Linked DNA regions of Salvelinus alpinus: region 2 is linked to region 1. A link is a contact called in public Hi-C data. All regions are on one chromosome and are shown on one strand. Each heading gives the region's core, a stretch centred on a gene start, on an enhancer-like site or on the middle of the called end of the contact. The rest is flanking DNA. Distances are from core to core; before and after follow the strand shown. Region 1 holds the start of LOC139556877. Region 2 holds the start of LOC139557712 (homeobox protein Hox-C8a-like).

Region 1 (4,584 bases), core at 1,263-3,762:
TAAAATACACTACAAGTTTTAAATGTCCTGCATTGCAGGAAGGTTGTCCTGCAACAGGGTGACCGAATGAAGATCCTACAGCTCTACACACTCCTCAGCATTGGGCTCAAAGGAAGGTAGTCAGATCAGCAAAACAAATGTGTCAATGAAGGGGCTCTGGACTCAGTCCTCCATGATGGTGTATCTGGCCTGAGTGCCATGCCAGTCGATGAGCACCAGGACTGTCATGGGCTGCCAGTCGATGAGCACCAGGACTGTAATGGGCTGCCAGTCGATGAGCACCAGGACTGTAATGGGCTGCCAGTCGATGAGCACCAGGACTGTAATGGGCTGCCAGTCGATGAGCACCAGGACTGTAATGGGCTGCCAGTCGATGAGCACCAGGACTGTAATGCGCTGCCAGTTGATGAGCACCAGGACTGTAATGGGCTGCCAGTGGATGAGCACCAGGACTGTAATGGGCTGCCAGTTGATGAGCACCAGGACTGTAATGCGGGGTAGGTTTTGTCTGACTGCTGGGGGGGACACAGGGTGGAAGATGTGGCTTTTAAGGGGAAAGGTGTGGCTCAAGAAGACAACATTAAATCCTGATCATCACTTTGCAGTAAGACACCATGAGACTGGGTTGAGTCTCCTCCGTTCCTCATCCCCTCCACTGGCCCTGTGCTGTGCTTCATCCTGTGTGGAGGCCAGTCAGGATGAGGATTACAATGCTAGCAGAAGACCGTGAAGAGGAAGACACAGCCAGGCTCCTGCATTCGTAAAGCCTCTACTCTCTACTGCCCTGTGGCTCCACTGAGCGAGAGATATCAGACCAGACATCAGACTCTCCTCTGTGTAGGTTACTGTATCTGTCTACAGGACCGAGCCACAGGCAGGTACAGACACTAATGCCTTTTATTGACTTGGCTCACTCTGGACAGAGAGGGAGAGGAGAAGGAAATAGACAGAGCAGATTTAAAGACGTTGACATGGCAAAATGTGGTGGGCTACAAAGACCAATCTGATTGGTAGAACATGCATAAGCCCTGTGTGCGATATATGACCAAGATGTTTGATGTGGCTGTATTCAGTCTTGTGTGTGTGTGTGTGTGTGTGTGTGTGTGTGTGTGTGTGTGTGTGTGTGTGTGTGTGTGTGTGTGTGTGTGTGTGTGTGTAGGTTGTTGAGCTGCACTAGTCCAACACAGTTCCCTGTTGCCCTGACTACGGCAGGTCAAACCCGTTACATTATCTTGTCGTGTTTGAGTCCCCAGGGCGCCAAAACAACGCACCGCACGCCCATCGACACATCACGGTTAGTAGTCATCCTGTGTGTGTATGTCGTTGCCATTGATTTAGTCTCAGGCTCCCAGCTTCCCCAATTACCTTCAGCCACAGCCCGTCAGTGTGTGCATGAGTGTGTGTGTGTGCGTTTGTGTGTGTGCACACGTCTGTGTCTGTCTATGCATGTGTGCGTGTGCGTGTGCGTGTGTGTGTGTGCAAGCAAGCATGCGCATGTGTGTTAGTCCCTGTGCTGTCAGAGGGAGGCTGTGTGGACTACTGGGGCCTAAAAACAAAAAGGTTGTTGAGTGTCTTGTTTTCTCTGCTAATTACCCCTGTAGTTTCCTTTCATTAGTGGAGCAGCCTGAGCTATCATACATGCTCCAACAACATGGGCTGCGTTTACACAGGCAGCCCAATTCTGATCTTTTTTTCACTATTTGGTCTTTTGAGCAATCAGATCAGCTCTGAAAAGGATCTGATGTTAAAAGATCTGATTGGACAAAAGACCAATTGGTGGAAAAATAGATCAGAATTGGGCTGCCTGTGTAAATGCAGCCTAAATACTCAGTCTTACCCTTCCAGCTCTCAGAGTAGTGTACAGTAAATATTGGCGATATGTAGCTGCATGGTAACATATGGCTGTGTTACTGGGTATAAAAGACCTGACCTGTGTGTACACTCCACCACAGAGCTGGAAAGATCTCTGTTTTATAGACCCATCATTCATTTAATTTCCTTTCATTTATTTAACCAGGATGGTCCACTCAGTGACAGTAGTTTTCCAGGGAGTCATGGGATCTATAAAATAAAACCCCTATGGACTCATGTTCTGGTTCTATAGTCTATGTTAACAATGTTGCTATTATTGGTCCAACCAGACAATGTCTCAGCTCAGTAAATGAAGGAGAGAGGGGGATGCATTTATTTCAGCTCTATCTGACCTTTTGATCAGAACCATACTGTCCTGTCCACATGAGTGCAAGTGTGTGTTTGTGTCTGTGTTCTCTGTTGGTTCTTAGTAGAGTATACATCAGAGGTGTTGTGTGCTGAAATGCATCTGACTGTGTGAGTGTGTGTATCTTGCTGTGTCTCTATGTGTGTGTATCTGCAGTGCTTTGCACCCCTCCCTCTCTCTCTCTCACTCACTCACAAACAGACACACACACACACACACACACATGGAGCGGCTCCCTAATGACTGTCATCCCTCTCTGTGCCACGTTATTAATTAGCTCAATGATCCTTGCCGATGGGACCTGTGCTGTGGATTAGAGCACCCAGCAGCCAACACCCACACCCCTGCCTACCCCCAGTATCCACACCCCTGCCTTACCCCCAGCACCCACACCCCTGCCTAACCCCAGCACCCACACCCCTGCCTACCCCCAGCACCCACACCCCTGCCTACCCCCAGCACCCACACCCCTGCCTACCCCCAGCACCCACACCGCTGCCTTACCCCCAGCACCCACACCCCTGCCTACCCCCAGCACCCACACCCCTGCCTACCCCCAGCACCCACACCGCTGCCTTACCCCCAGCACCCACACCGCTGCCTTACCCCCAGCACCCACACCCCTGCCTACCCCCAGCACCCACACCGCTGCCTTACCCCCAGCACCCACACCCCTGCCTACCCCCAGCACCCACACCCCTGCCTACCCCCAGCACCCACACCCCTGCCTACCCCCAGCACCCACACCCCTGCCTACCCCCAGCACCCACACCGCTGCCTTACCCCCAGCACCCACACCGCTGCCTTACCCCCAGCACCCACACCCCTGCCTACCCCCAGCACCCACACCCCTGCCTACCCCCAGCACCCACACCCCTGCCTACCCCCAGCACCCACACCCCTGCCTACCCCCAGCACCCACACCTACCCCCAGCACCCACACCCCTGCCTTACCCCCAGAACCCACACCCCTGCCTACCCCCAGCACCCACACCCCTGCCTACCCCCAGCACCCACACCCCTGCCTACCCCCAGCACCCACACCCCTGCCTACCCTCCCAATCACGGCCAGTTGTGATACAGCCTGGAATCGAACCAGGGTCTGTAGTGACACCTCTAGCACTGAGATGCAGTGCCTTAGACCGCTGTGCCACTCAGGAACAAAAATGACAAAGGATAGGTGAATTTACATAGCAGGTTAGTGAGTAGGGTTAAGTTTAGTAATGGATAAGGGAAGGGTTAGCTACACCACTGCACTCCCCAACACCACTGTATCCCCCAACACCACTGTATCCCCCAACACCACTGTATCCCCCAACACCACTGTATCCCCAACACCACTGTATCCCCCAACACCACTGTATCCCCCAACACCACTGTATCCCCAACACCACTGTATCCCCAACACCACTGTATCCCCCAACACCACTGTATCCCCAACACCACTGTATCCCCCAACACCACTGTATCCCCAACACCACTGTATCCCCCAACACCACTGTATCCCCAACACCACTGTATCCCCCAACACCACTGTATCCCCCAACACCACTGTATCCCCCAACACCACTGTATCCCCCAACACCACTGTATCCCCAACACCACTGTATCCCCAACACCACTGTATCCCCCAACACCACTGTATCCCCCAACACCACTGTATCCCCCAACACCACTGTATCCCCCAACACCACTGTATCCCCCAACACCACTGTATCCCCAACACGGTTAGCTTCCACATTTCGCCAGGTCCAAACATAATCTGTACTTGCAGAATCGGCTCCTCCTGGTGTAGTCCATAAGAGAATCAGCTGGTTGTTTGACTGTTACCTGCTCAGTAGTATTGTGCTGTAGTCTGTTGTTTGTTAAGGTAGTGCTGTGTAATCTCTTGTCATGATTGGTGATTTCCACATGACAAGAATTTGTATTGTATTTCATTGTAATGCATTTTATTGTATTATATTATACTTTATGATATTGTGTTTTACTGTATTCTATTGTATTTTATGGTATTGTATTTTATTGTATTGTATTTTACTGTATTGTATTCAATGATCGTAGGCTCTCTGAGAGGTCTTGCCCTATTAGCGTCATTGCTATGTATAATCATAGAGGTGTCTTTCCGTGTGTCTCCCTTAGATCCACGTGTTCATCAAGGGCTTGGTCACTGTGGTGTGCAAATCAGCATTCATATTATTGTCAGAATGAAAAAATGGGAGAAAATGGTAAAGCAGCCTCTCCAGATGCCTTGCTCCTGCACAGAGCAAATTAACATAAATGTCACTGTCAAATTGAAATGAAGAAGAAACGTGGCATAGCGGGAGCTAACAAACTGTTCTGTGGAGGACAACGGAACATGTTTTGCG
Region 2 (4,584 bases), core at 1,308-3,807, 150 kb after region 1:
AACTAATTTGTATCCCTAAAGCATCGTGAGGAGGGAGAAATAGATAAATGATTATGCCAGCAATATCTGTAAGATCTTTTGTCCCTTTCCCTTGTAAGTCGCTCTGGATAAGAGCGTCTGCTAAATGACTTAAATGTAATGTAAATGTTGACTAATAAAACCGTGGCCATAAAGTTGACGCTCTCTGCCTTCTTCTCTCCTCTCCCCGTCTACTATATGGGACCCCTTGTTTCTCTTTTTCTGCCATTAAACCATAAATGACCATAAAATCACTCCTTGTGATCAACTTTATTTTTCTCTTCCACTTCTTTCTCTTCCCCCTGTTCCCCGTCACCGTCCTCGTTGCCCTCCTCCTCAGGCTCGGCATCAGCATCCGCCTCTCCTCTCTGGCCAGGAAACTTGTCTTTGTTGTTTTCTTTTTTCCACTTCATTCGTCGATTTTGAAACCATATCTTGACCTGCCTCTCGGTGAGACTCAGGGCATGGGACACCTCGATCCGCCGCTTGCGTGTAAGATAAGGATTGAAGAGAAACTCCTTCTCCAGTTCCAGAGTTTGGTAGCGACTGTAGGTTTGTCTTCCATTTCGCCTCCCTGGTGCTTAAATTAAATAGTAAATAAGGTTAGTAAATAACAATGAATTTGATGGTGGCATTAAAATTTCAGGATGAAAGAAAAAACAACTCTCAATCACGTACTGTATAGGCCCATAGTGCGATGACTTAAATAAATGAGATCATCTTCGGGCGATAAGATAAAAGAACAAACAATAATAGCTATGATGGTTTGTATTTGGAGTCGGTTTAGCTTATAGCTACATTCCATTGAAATGTGCATGAGCTAGAAAGTACAACCTAACATTTGCTTTTTCAATGATGTAACAGGTAACTGTGTACGCACGCGCGCGCACACACACACAAAAACACACACACCTCACACACACAATGGATACACGTTCTTCTGCAGAAGGTGGAGGAAAGTATATTTAGGCCTAAAAAACATCTATCTAGTATCACATTAAAAACAATCTAAACGATCTAGTCCATAAGGTTTCATTCTAACTATTTAACATCCACTAGCCTATTAGCTTGGTTTAGGGTAAGGAAATGTGAACGGGATGACTATCACGTAAAATAGTAATGTTAGAAGCATTACAAAGTACCTCATATTTCCTTTAAAAGTCATTTATTGTTACTGTAATAACTTGGTCATATTGGTCATAACATTTTTAGGGCATTCTGGTGAGTAGGTTTCAATTTTATTTAGGATGCACTTAGTTGTACTTCAGGTACTTCAAATAACTGGATTTCTGTTGTTGTTTTTTTGTCATTTTAGATTTTCTCAGGCAAAACACAATCTTTATCACCAAAACCTTCGTCAAGTTAGCCAGCATTGGTTTTTAATTATTTGGGAATTATTACATGAGAACCTGATTGTTTGTAAGAAGGGTATATGTTTATGTTATACCTTACACATTACAGTGCTACTGTTGTGTATACTTGCGAGAGCTATAGATAGGCCTAATCCGTTTACTTTGGGTGAAATGTATATTTGTTGCACAAAAATGTAATAAATAAATAGATACAGCCTCCATTCCTTATTACATATTTTGCTTTTACGCACGTAGGTTACACACACACACACACACACACACACACACACACACACACACACACACACACACACACACACACACACACACACACACACACACACACACACACACACACACACACACACACACACACACACACACACATATTACACACATTTATAGCTATATAAAAAAGAACACAAAATAATTCTAACCGTGGGGTCTCATCCAAGGAAACATAAGAGTGGGAGACGAGTTCTGATTTAAATGGCCCTGTCCTTCACCGGGGTTAGAGCCGTTAGACGATTTACAGTCTGGGTATTGCGCGAGGCTTGGCTCTTGCTGGGTACCATAAAGCGGTTGTCTCGGAAGAGCTTCATATCCATAAAATTTCGTTGCGTCTCCATGGCAAGCCAGTGCGCAGGGGTTCTGTTGGTATGCAGGATTGGAGATCCCCGTGGTCCCATGGTGGAAAAAATCCTGGACATGATGGGACGGCTGTTGAAAGCCCGATGCAGCTGCCCCGGGTCCGTAGACCAGCGCGTGGCTACGGGCAACGCTTTGTGGGAACCTGCAGTCGTAGTAAGCTGGCTCCAGTGATTCACAGCCTTTGTATTTGGAGAAAAGAGGGTTAACAAAATATGAGCTCATTGTTTAGTTTGCATTAAACAACAGACGAGGTTTCTTCGTTGTAGAATATCCTCTTTTGGATTGTGGCAGCCTTTAGTTTAGGTTCCCAGTCGCACACAGCGCAGACTGACAAACCGGAACTAGATGGAGAAACGCTGCCCCTTTGGACAGTCTAAGGCAGCTCTCTCGCGCTCCAACACTCTTCTCATCGAGTCTCTCTCACTATCTCCAGTATCTTCTATTTTTCAGCCTCAAATCCGGCTCATGGTGTGTGCTTTGGATGCATTGAGGTTCAAGCTGGCTTGCTCCGCGGACAGAGTCACAAGCGTTCCTTTTTTTTTTTTGCTTCCCACCCAACCACCCCCACCACAATTCCCCCTCCCAACACCAATCACCCCCCCCCCCCCCCCCTTAATTTTTCCACAAGCTGTCAGCGGGTAGGCTACATACCCCTTAAGAGGCAACATGCGCTAACCATTCTATTAGATAGAGGAGTTCAAATTGATGCATAAGATGTGAAAATTATCAAATCAAAATATCGTTGTGGTCATATTAATCTTACACGGTGCTTACATGATACATAGAAGTACACACATATAGCCTAAAGAATAGAATAAAAAGGCTTTGTTCATAAAGTCCTCATGTTTCTGAGCCATTGCTTATATCAACTAATGGTTTAAATAGGATGCTGTTAGCGTAGCCTACCATAAATACTTGGCCTACACAATAGCACTGCTTGCGGGCCCGCTATACTGCCTGCTATTATGACAGTGAATCAAAACATATAGTCCTATATAACTTTCAAAAACGAGTAGACCAGGCTTAGCATATACAACGTGCGTAAGTCTACTGATAATAGCATACAATAATAAGGCTATAATGACATCTTTAACAAAATCACAAAAATATACAAATGTCTAACCCTTGTTGCGCAACATTCGCCCATGCTACGTGTTCATACTTGAGATATATATAGGTCTAAGCGATGTCCCATGTCCCTCGCGCACTTAAACTACAGAAGGCCGTGAAACACCGTAACGCTCAAATATAAACACGACCTGTTGTGAATACCCGACTCACTGTACTGACCCTGTTAAACCTATGAGTAGATGTAGTAAATATGCCGCTTGCATTAGATGTCTCGTTATTCCTGCGTACATATTGCTGGTACAATATTTATTTCAGTTGTGTCTAGTGTAGTTGCAGCAACGTCTCTCCCTGAATGCGCTCATGTGGGTTTTGTGGTGTTACTGACGATTTTTACACATGATCGTAAAATAGGAAAGGCACACAGAAAATTTATAGACTTGTCGTACAGTCTATAAATATGCTGATTGCTGGTCTTTGTTGCAATTTACCGTCGTGGAAATTTGAGCTGCTGTTATAGACATATTTCAACAACAAAAACACAGAAAATAACTATAAAAACCTCACTATACTAGGCTACTATTATAATACTGCTTCTGATGTAGGCCTATAATTGCTAATTATAACATTATTATTACAATAATTATTCTTCTCGTATTATAATATTATTATTAGGATATAGTATTCATGTTAAAATTTGTATTAGGGTAATTGATTATTGAAGCCTTTAGTGTTATTTGTCAATAAATTGAAATAAATACTTTCTTTATTTGTTCATTTTACTTGTTTGAAGATGTTTTCTTCTTAAAGTGGTTTGATACGGAAATGTGTCATATTCTATTAAGTATATATATGGTGGCTAATACAAGTTTATGGTGCACGGTCCACGCCTCTCCACAGGAAAACTAGGCCACACCACTGGCGTAAAAACAGTGGCAAATAAGTGCGCTTAACTTTAAAAGTGTGATGTTTTCAAATGTTAGTCCGAATGTTAATTGAGCATCAATGTTGGTGCACATATACAGAATCAACCTAATCGATTTGCTAGCAGTTGTTAACAGTTTACAATCATGCATAATGAATCCATAACATGTATACAAAACAGCTTTAGTGTGTTAACAAATATTAGGCTAATGTTCTACTAATGTAAAGGTCATAAAATATGTAAATGGCTCATTTAGGTAAAGGAATGTACAAATGCAAAATGGACCTATCCTAGAAATAGCCTACAATTACTAGGCTATACACACAACACAAGCGCATGAAAGGTTAAACAGGCATAATCTATGTATCCTGTACCCAGTTCTACAAGTGAGACAGTCAATTATATCACAACATTTTTTCTTAAAAATGTGATGAACGACCGAAGCAGCATTTCTTTCATCAGTAGACCTACAGGCATACGTCTAGCCTACTCCCTGTTTTTGCACCACGCAAATTCACAGCACGGAGGCACTAGCGGTACAGGCCCAAAGAGTCGGTCAACAGCGGCATC

The links. A called contact is a pair of places that touch in the nucleus more often than the background predicts.
Region 2: a Hi-C map of muscle shows a contact between it and region 1, with 6 times the contacts expected there. The contact joins the promoter of LOC139557712 here to the promoter of LOC139556877 in region 1. A contact is called at or near these places in 2 of 3 Hi-C or Micro-C datasets (muscle and red muscle).

What each region holds. Positions count from the first base shown.
Region 1 is chr28:32,206,845-32,211,428 of SLU_Salpinus.1, forward strand. LOC139556877 reads left to right here and starts at 2,513. Exons shown (of 1, transcript XM_071370973.1): 1 at 2,513-3,388. The coding sequence starts at 2,513. The coding sequence ends at 3,388.
Region 2 is chr28:32,361,779-32,366,362 of SLU_Salpinus.1, forward strand. It overlaps LOC139557712 (homeobox protein Hox-C8a-like), which reads right to left and starts at 2,558. Exons shown (of 2, transcript XM_071372828.1): 1 at 1,808-2,558; 2 at 1-592. The coding sequence starts at 2,243. The coding sequence ends at 270. The region is part of intron 2 of LOC139557713 (homeobox protein Hox-C4a); the gene reads right to left.